2 separate regions of the Mus musculus genome follow, and region 2 is linked to region 1. Evidence: chromatin contacts called from public Hi-C data. All regions are on one chromosome and are shown on one strand. Each heading gives the region's core, a stretch centred on a gene start, on an enhancer-like site or on the middle of the called end of the contact. The rest is flanking DNA. Distances are from core to core; before and after follow the strand shown.

Evidence for each region. Hi-C and Micro-C count contacts between places; a contact is called where the count stands out from the background.
Region 2: a contact with region 1 is called in a Hi-C map of stem cell-derived motor neurons, with 3 times the contacts expected there. The contact joins two enhancer-like sites. A contact is called at or near these places in 3 of 39 promoter capture datasets (3T3-L1-derived adipocytes, pre-B cells and stem cell-derived epiblast-like cells), 5 of 15 datasets of contacts at CTCF or cohesin (the NIH/3T3 cell line, embryonic stem cells, large pre-B cells and 2 more), 77 of 484 Hi-C or Micro-C datasets (the AML12 cell line, B cells, the Ba/F3 cell line and 46 more), 5 of 115 datasets of contacts at active chromatin or transcription factors (differentiating embryonic stem cells, embryonic stem cells, large pre-B cells and 1 more) and 3 of 9 other capture datasets (embryonic stem cells, embryonic tail and embryonic trunk).

The regions. Positions count from the first base shown.
Region 1 is chr14:21,960,602-21,965,054 of GRCm38.p6, reverse strand. No RefSeq gene overlaps it. Among named protein-coding and RNA genes, the nearest start is that of A330001L22Rik, 27 kb to the left of the region's middle. Within about 2 kb of position 2,119, at least 6 of the 459 cell types and tissues checked have an H3K27ac peak or open chromatin away from gene starts, as enhancers often do. A contact at or near this core is called in stem cell-derived motor neurons, where this site is marked.
Region 2 is chr14:23,399,578-23,404,243 of GRCm38.p6, reverse strand. All of the region lies in intron 19 of Kcnma1 (potassium large conductance calcium-activated channel, subfamily M, alpha member 1), which reads left to right. Among named protein-coding and RNA genes, the nearest start is that of 5430425E15Rik, 110 kb to the left of the region's middle. Within about 2 kb of position 2,958, at least 35 of the 459 cell types and tissues checked have an H3K27ac peak or open chromatin away from gene starts, as enhancers often do. A contact at or near this core is called in stem cell-derived motor neurons, where this site is marked.

The DNA of each region.
Region 1 (4,453 bases), core at 870-3,369:
CAATTGGAAGGTTAGAGGCAGGCAGATCTCTGAGTCTGAGGCCAGCCTGGTCTCCATAGCAAGTTCCAGGACAGCCAGGGCTACACAGAGAAATTCTGTCTCAAAAAGCAAAAAGAGAAAATAAAGAAAACTTGGTTTGGGGCAGAGGAGATGACAAGTGTGCAGATCTGAGTTCCAATTCCCAGAAAGTCATATGAGGTAGCGCTTGCTTTTCTAACCCCACTGCTCCTTCAGGAAGGTGGAGGTGGGGACACCTATAGGCCAGCTGGCCTGGTGTACACAGCAGAGAAAAAAAAAAAAAAACAGGAAAAAAAAGGGGGGGGGGGAGACACCTAGTCTCAAGGTGGAAGGCATAAGCTGACACATGAGGTTGTTTTCTGATTTCCACACATGCACAAATTTACACAGACACACACATGCATATTGCACACATCAGGCACACACAAAGATAAAATATAAAAATAAAGGAAAATTTGGCTTGCATATATACTTTGTGCATGTACCTGCCCTTGATACTTACCTGTCTAGGTCTTTATTTGCCCTGCCTCGCCTCTCTGCCTCTGCCTCTCTGCCTCTGCCTCTGCCTCTCTGCCTCTCTGCCTCTCTGCCTCTGCCTCTGCCTCTGCCTCTGCCTCTGCCTCTGCCTCTGCCTCTGCCTCTGCCTCTGCCTCTGCCTCTGCCTCTGCCTCTGCCTCTGCCTCTGCCTCTGCCTCTGCCTCTGCCTCTGCCTCTGCCTCTGCCTAAGTACATGAATTGCAGGTCTGTGTGGCCACAGCCAGCTATTCTTAATCATCCTGATCATTCTAAATTTTTGTTTGTTTGTTGAATTTTATTTGTCATGGGGTCTAGCTACATATCCCAAGCTATCTTAGAACTTACTATTTAGCCCAGGCTAGCCTTGAATCCAAAATCCTCCTGACTCAGCCTCCCAAGTGCTAATATTATAGACATGCATTGCTGTATCTGTCCTAATGTTTTGTTCTTTTAACTTCCTGTCTCGGTTTTGCAGAGATGTGTTGTGTTGTGTTTGTTTGTTTGTTTGTTTGTTTGTTTGTTTTAAAGAAATTATAAAAGGAGCCAGAGCATTTTTAAAAAGTAGTAATGAAAGGCACTTTTCTAGTACCCTTTCTTCTGCTCAAAAGCTTGCTTCTGGGCTGGAGAGACGAGACGGCTCAGTGGTTAAGAGCACTAGCTGCTCTTCCAGAGGACCTGGTTCAGTCCCCAGCACTAACATGATGGCTCGCAGCCATGTATAACTGTAGTCCCATGGAATCCAGTGCCCTCTTCTGGTGTGGAGATGTGCATGCAGACAAAATGCCCATACACATAAAATCCACAGATAAATAAATCTAAAAACAAAAAACAAAGTCCATGTCTATCCTGCTCTGTAAGGAAAGGCTCACGGATACCATGAAAAGCTAGATGGGAAGCCAGTGACATATTATCACAAAAAACACAACGCCCAAATCCACTCCAATCACCTTTCCTGGCCCATGGAGGTGAGGGCTGCTCAACAGCTTAGCACAGCTGAATATCCCAATGCTAACCAATCCCCTACACCAATGCCTGAAAAATGGATCTTCCCTTGAGCACTGCTGCTTCTGCGACCAGTGTAGGCCAAATGGGATAAACCTTCCAAACCAGAGGGAAGGGACCCTAGGTCCCCCAGGAACTTGGGGAGGTCAGATGCCAACCCATTTCCTTATGTGAGGAATGCCCATGATGAAATGAAGACCAGGAACAGTAAGTGACCCAGTTTGAACAAAGGGGCAGAGGATCGATGCTCCAAAGCCACCGCCTGTTTTGTAGGTCCTTTAACTACAGCATTATATATTATATGCAAATCAGAGCACCAACTTAAGACTGCTTTTCATGTCAAGAGGCTGCTTTGAGCCTATAAGTTATATTTTTCAGATCTCGGACAGTAACATTTTTCTTTTTAGCACGAAGTTGCTCATGGTTCATCTGAGACTCTTTTAAATTGCGGCTTTCAGAGAAATAACAATGTAAAATGACACGATGATATATGGCCCCATCCGGCAGACCCGGACTGCAGCAGCCACGAACGCCACTAAACCTCTGGGAATGAAGCGGTCTCCGGAGCGCCATTGTGCGATTGTCCTAACCGGATCATTTTTAATTAGTTGCAATTAATTTCAAGTGACAGCGTCCTGCAATATCAAGTCAGAGCCGCTCTAGTGCGTGGGTGGGGTTATTAGGAACAGACGGTTGGTGAGAGGAGCCAGAGGGAGGTCGTGTCACCAAGCTCTTACCTACAAGACCTTCTGCATGGGGGAGGGGAATGGAGGTCCATCATCTTCTGAGCCGGAGGGGAGAGCTGATTCCTAATGAAGCAAATGTTCTGGTACGTTCTGGGCTGTGCGTGGGCCTTGCTTATTATGCACCGCATGGCGGCCAACTGTGGAAAATGATCTCACTTTGGTCACACAATTAGTTTTCCTTCGTTTGGCAGGAGCAGCTTCTGAGAGGAGGAGGTGAGCAGGCAGCTTATTTGGGAAGTGACCCCAGGAGTGAGGAAGTGAGCAGGAAATGGAATGGAGCCATGTTGTTCCTGAGTGTGGAGGCACAGAGAGATTAAGGAACTTGCCTGGGAGGTTACCTAGACACTGAGTGGTGGGGTTAGGATGAGTCCAGAGAAATCCCGGTGATAAAGACACTGGCCCTAAAAAGCTGCACTTCCACTGGGGTTTAGTCACACTTCCCTTGAACTGAAACATAAACACACGCATGCGCGCGCGCGCACACACACACACACACACACAAATAGAAATGTAGCAAGTACCAAAGAATCACTTTTCTAAAAAAATAAAAATTATTTATTTATATGTAGATGTGTGTGCCTGTATATGTGTACATGCATGTTTCATATGTATATGTATGTGCCTGTGTACATGTACAACAAGCCTGTGCATGCAGTTGTACAAGGAAGCCAGAAGACAGTAGTAGAACCCCTGGAGCCTGAGTATCAGGTAGTGATACTCAGCTGTCTAACAGGGTACTGGGAACTGAACTCTGGTCCTGACTAACCACTTCTCCTTTTAAAAAACCAAATATAGGGGATGGTGCCACATTCCTGTAATGCCAGCATGGGGAGATGGAGACAGGAAGATCAGGAGTTCAAGGCCAGCCTCATTATACCATTAGTATAAGGACAATCTTCATTACTTAATACCTTGTCTCAAAACAAAAACTTAACATAGATAATTGCCCCCATTTGGAAAACCCCAGGCATTGGAGAGAGGCCTGGCATCACGGCCCTCTCTCCAGCCTTAGGCTGGGCAGGGAGAAAGGGGCTCTGTTCAGAGATATGTGTCTATAGCCATATATCACAGATATATCTCCCAAGAGGAGCCAACTTCACCTTAATAACCATTGACAGTACTGTCCTCCAGGATGGAATCCTGCTCCCTGGGTTCAATCTCTCCTTAGCAAAGCTGCTTTTGGCCACAAAAGGAGCCTACAGGGCATCACTTCACCACACAAGATGGTTTCCTTTAGCATATCTTATCTTTGGATGTCCAGTAACTTTTTAAATTTTTGTTAGAGTGTGTGTGTGTGTGTGTGTGTGTGTGATGCCTGTGTGTAAGTCTGCAAACCATGTGTATACCTGGTATTCACAGAGGCCAAAAGGAGTCATCTCATCTCCTGAAACTAGAATTGTAATTGGCTGTGAGCCACCATATAGGTGCTGGGGATTGAGCCTGGGTCTTCTGGAAGAGCAGCCAGTGCTCTTAGCTTCAGAGCCATCGCTCCAGCCCAATGGATTTCTAATAACTTTTTAAATAACCCAGACTAATTTTCCCATTTTTTTTCCCACCACTAATTTTTGTATCTAACCAGCCTTAGCTTTGCTCAACCTGTTAGGAAACCTTCCTCTGGTCTGGGATCGCCCATGAGCTCCAACTCTCTCAACTGATGGCAGAGGCTTCCAGCACCATCCTTCTATACCCTATAGTCCATACCCTTCCCTGGCATTTGCCATAAGAGGTCCTGTGGCCCTAGACTTGTGTATTGTAGGTCAGCCAGCTATGTAGCCATGTAGGGTCCAGCCCATCCTTCTCAATGAGCCCAGTTAGGATCATGAAAGGCCATCCTTAGAGAGCTTATCTATTTAGTGGGACATAAGTGGTATGATTCCTCCTGAGACGATCAAGAAGCAATTGGCAAACTGGTATGACCCGGTGCTTCCATTGCCCTGAGGAAGCAAAGCAGACTGTGGTGGGACATGGGCAAAAGTCGCAGGGGGTACCTTCCTGAATAAATGTGTGGATATGAAGCTACCCTATAGAACTTCTTCTGTTTGAGTGCTTTCTCCCCAACTTGGCGAAGTTGTAGTTTTATGAGGTGGGGTCTAGCTGGAGAAAATGTTTGGCAGGGTCTGTTAATGACCTTTTTAAAATGTATTTAAATTGTCCTGTGTAGGTGCCCATAC
Region 2 (4,666 bases), core at 1,709-4,208, 1.4 Mb before region 1:
CCCTGTGACTTATTCTTTCCCTAGCTTCTTCAAGGTAATTAAAACTTACCTATCAGTAACCCAGGCCCAAAGGTCCAATCTGGCCCTTCACCTTCTTTCATGGGTGAACTTCCACTTCAATGCAGCTACCCTCATTCATTCACCTACTGTCCCTGGCTACATTTGGGGGTCACAGCAAAGTGGAGTAGTTCCAACAAAATTTGGTTCCTGAACACCAAAATACTTACCATCTAACTCTATCAGGGAGACTTTAGCTGACGCTGATTTCACAGTTCAGTTTTCAAGTATCGCCAGCTCTGGCAAGCTGTCTTGGCTGGCTGTACCCAAGCCTCAAGTCAGAATTGGTAAGTCTCCTCTGAAAGCCTGCAAAAGCCCAGAGAAACCCAATGCAGGGTAGCTTTCATGAGTTTTTATAGAAACGAGTGGTCCTTGAACTCTGGTCATACAGCACACCATAGCCAAGAATAGTAGAAATTCAGCAGACACTTTGGGAGTGACATGGAAACTGTCAAGAATATGTCTTTATGGTTCATTGAGCGTATGTTTCTTCATGCTTCCTTATATTGTCGTGAAGAATGTAATTGTGGCTGAATAGCTGGTTCTTTAGGCCACTGGACAACTCTTAGATCATTCTAGAACTGATCTCTGCTTCTTGTGAATGGAACACAGCTCTCTGATTCTTTCTGCTGACAGTCATGTGGTGTTTGAATTCTGTGGTTGATCTAAAGATGCTGCTGTCTTCCCTTCCTTGTTTGTCATTCGGTTGCCTGAGTCTTTGTGGGTAGAGACGTATATTGGAAAGGCGAGATTTCACTACTTCCAGGATGATGTCCTGCTGAGGTCCTTCCAATCCAGACTTCAGCTTCCTAATGCAAACATGCTGATTTTATCTACCTGTTATTCCTCATTGATTTTTATTCATCCACTTTTCTCCTAAGGAAGGGTTTGCTCCAGCTGTAGCTAGTTGCCTAGACTACTGGCTTATCCCTCTGTCTACGTAGAGTCAACTCACAGCTTAAATCTTGAGAGCTCAGGATCCCTTTAGAACCCCCACCCACCCACTTTTTCTATTTTTCCACCCCTTCTGGGAACTCCAATGGTAACTCTGTATTGCCAGGGCATGTGGCAGACAAATGCCACCATTTCCCAATGTTTATGATCTTCCTGGCCAAATTCCCATGTAGCTGGTGGGAGCGACTATGTGCTCAAGTGAGGTCCTCCGACCCTTGATCCTCTTGATCCAAGTGTCTTACTCAGATCATGGGGAGGATGTAAAGCAATTTTTTAGACAGACACCATTGCTTTTAATGTTGATATGGCAAAGTCTGAATTATAAATACCTTCCATCTATAAGATGTTATATTGTTTTACATGGTGATGAGGAAGTTGTGGGGAAGATATGTCACTGATGCTGTGGGCAGAGAAACACTACCTGTCATTTTTTCTGGGGGTGGGGTAGGGAAGATCACCGAGACGTGATAGCAAAGGAACGCAATTAAGGTGTTTCAATGCTAAATCAAGGAGGAATAATCGGTAGATAAAATCAGCGTGTTTGTGTTAGGAAGCTGAAGTCTGGATTGGGAGGACCTCAGCATGACATCTTCCTGGAAGTACTGAAATCTTGCCTTTCCAATATACTTCCCTACCCACAAAGACTCATATAGGTGTTGAGAGCCACCCTTTTGGTTGTTGCCTGAGCTATTTTTGCAGTTCTTAGAGATTAAATCTCAATAACTTTTTGAAATTAGAGTGTGTTTCTCTCGGCCGAGTGGGTCATAATGTTCTTCTGCTTCCTTGGCACCCAAAGAACAGTTCTGCCCTCCCCTAAACCCCAGAGCATTATCATGTGATAGTGTGGCTTGAGATAAGATCAGGGTCGACAGAGGAATTGTCATTTTTCATTTCTTGGGCCCCTTTGATCCCATTTGGGGTTTATATTTTCTGAGTGAAAATACAAACCCTATTGCATTCTTCTGTCCTTTAGAGTCTTTTATTATTCTTATTTTTCCCCCTGTTAGAGATCTAATCCGAGTCTTAAGTGGCGTGGCCATTAGTTATCACCACCAGATTCACAGCCTACCTGCACTTTAGTTCTCTTACTACTGAACAGAAACCTCCCCTGATGCACAGCAACTGCTGGCTGTGGAGCTACCATCCGCATCTCATGGGTACTTGGTGTTAATTTATTTCACAGTTTCCTTTGCAGATATAATCAGACACACTATCACATCCCGGCTTCTCCTCTTTATTGTGTTCCTTTGCTATCACGTCGTCTCGGTGATCTCCCCCCCCCCCCCAGAGAAAATGACAGGTAGTGTTTCTCTGCCCACAGTATCGGTGACATATCTTCCCCACAACTTCCTCATCACCATGCAAAACCATATAACATCTTATAGATGGAAGGTATTTATATAAACGCCTATAAGGTATTTATAATTCAGACTTTGCTATATCAACATATTTCCCAAATGGCATTGTGGTCAAGGAACTTGTTCTCCAAAAATGGGGGGAGTGGGGAGGGGGAGGAGAGAATGTTCTTTTCTTTCTCAATTGTAAATAAAGGAGAAGTTAATAAGGGGAAGCCTTGCCCCTGATTCCTCCATATTTTGAAATGCGCGTTGTGAATCTCATGTTAAATGATCAGTTGTATTAATAGCACACTGTTAGAACAAAAAGGAGCTCTCTCTGTTGATGTATTTGGGTATTTACTGGGTGAGTTACAGAGCTTTGTGTATTAGAATTGGTTTGTCAACAATTAGCATGCTAGGTTTTTATATAACCTATACTTCAGGTAACAGAAGATTATTAAACTTCAACCAGTGGGTTAGAAATCTGCTGACGGGCAATAAAATTCTTACGTATAACAGCGCTGGAGAACTGCAGTTGTACAGCTGCACATTGAGGCTTAGATTGTGAGATAGATGGCCTCAGATCAGGGGGACTTGAAATATGAAGTAACCAGAAGGTGGCACTGCAACCCTATAAATGAAATGCTCCCTCCCAGATGGCCTCTAAATGCCTATCCTCCTGCCTCACTTCCTGCCTTTTCTCTTTCTCTTGATTCTCCTTTATTTCTCTAAGATGGATATCTGAAACTCTTTTTGCAAGAGATATGCATCCATTAAAACAACACCTCTCAACTTGCGATATTTCTTTTAAATCCAATTTGCCCAGTCTAATGCTCACTTGGAGAAAGTTCCAGCTAAGTAAACATTCACTGAATTTAAAAGACAAAGACCCAGAAAGCAGAGTCAGCCTCCAGTTGCCTCCCCACCACCCTCCCGCTGTTGCTGAGTGGAATGGCCATGTCTTTAATCTATTGGTTATACAGGTTAATTCCCACAGTACCCATCAGGATATGGAGGGCATGTTTATAAAGTTAATAAATAGACTGGATTAATATCCGTCTGAAAATAATTCCAACTTGATGCTGTCTCACAAAGAATTACCAAGTTAGAATCCATGTTCACCAATGGGTGTTGCTTTTCTCTATGGGGCCAGAAGTCAGTCCTGACACATGGCATAAGGGTTTATTTTTATGTCTTGTTTTAGATTTCAGTAAAATTATTTTTAGAAAAAGTGATTTGTTTTTCAACCTGGGCATTATCAATGAGCCAAATAAGACTACCAAAATAAATATTAAATACTTTTTAAAAACATAACTATAGGCAACAACTGTTTATTTCTTCTATCTATATGTATAGCCTATTTTCAAATTTATTTTTTAAACCAAAGATACATCTTTAAAAAAAAAAAAAGAAAGAAAGAAAAAGAAAAGTACAACATGTGATAAATACTGCCTTGTTTACGAGACAGACATTTTTATTGAGAGAATAATTTACCTATTTTCTTTAGTATTCTACCTGTTAGTAACTTGGAAGATATACTTTACTTATGTTGTAAATGAATAATAATTTTAATTCATTAACTTTGAGCGTCCATTAGGACATTTCTGTGCTGGGCTTTTGAAACTTCCAGGTATAAGTGGTGGGCGCTGGCCAGTGCTGGACACTCTTTGCCTTGCCTGTGTGGTTTACAAAGTGTTATTAATCCGACCAAACCACACAGCACATGGTGGGGAAGCAGTTCCCTGTCCAGGACTCTACTTCCAAGAACTGATTTTGTTGACAATGACTTTTCAGAAAACAATTGTCATTAGTTTTCAGTAAAAGCTGGTCCCTGCTGGCCTCCCTTCCAGATCTCTGCCCAGACGACAGGAAACAACAAGCTGAGAGTCAAGGATAGGTTGATCACTCAGTAAGACATCAGCTTCCTATAACCCACAGAACCCTTCTCCAAGAGGTTCAGTAACTTTATCTTGCCATCAGTTCCCCTGCTCGGGATAAGAAATGTCCATGGCAGACCCCTGCACTTAGGTTGTATGCGCTTCTAATATGTCTTATCTTGGACAAAGTTATAAGTGTAACTTTGTAGCAGCCTGAAGGAAATTGGGCTGAGCTAGGCAGGGTTTCATCATTTTCTCCAACGAGTTTACTTCCCACCCACCAGAATAAAGGGGAAAAAAGTTTAAGATGATCTGACTTGCTCAGGTATTGTCCAAAGTCTGTCATTCGGGATGTGAAGTTTTATAGCATGTATCTATCCAAGACTCTTTAGCTGTGTGCTCAGGTACCCTGGTTGTTCCATTCACAGTGATCCTCTTAGA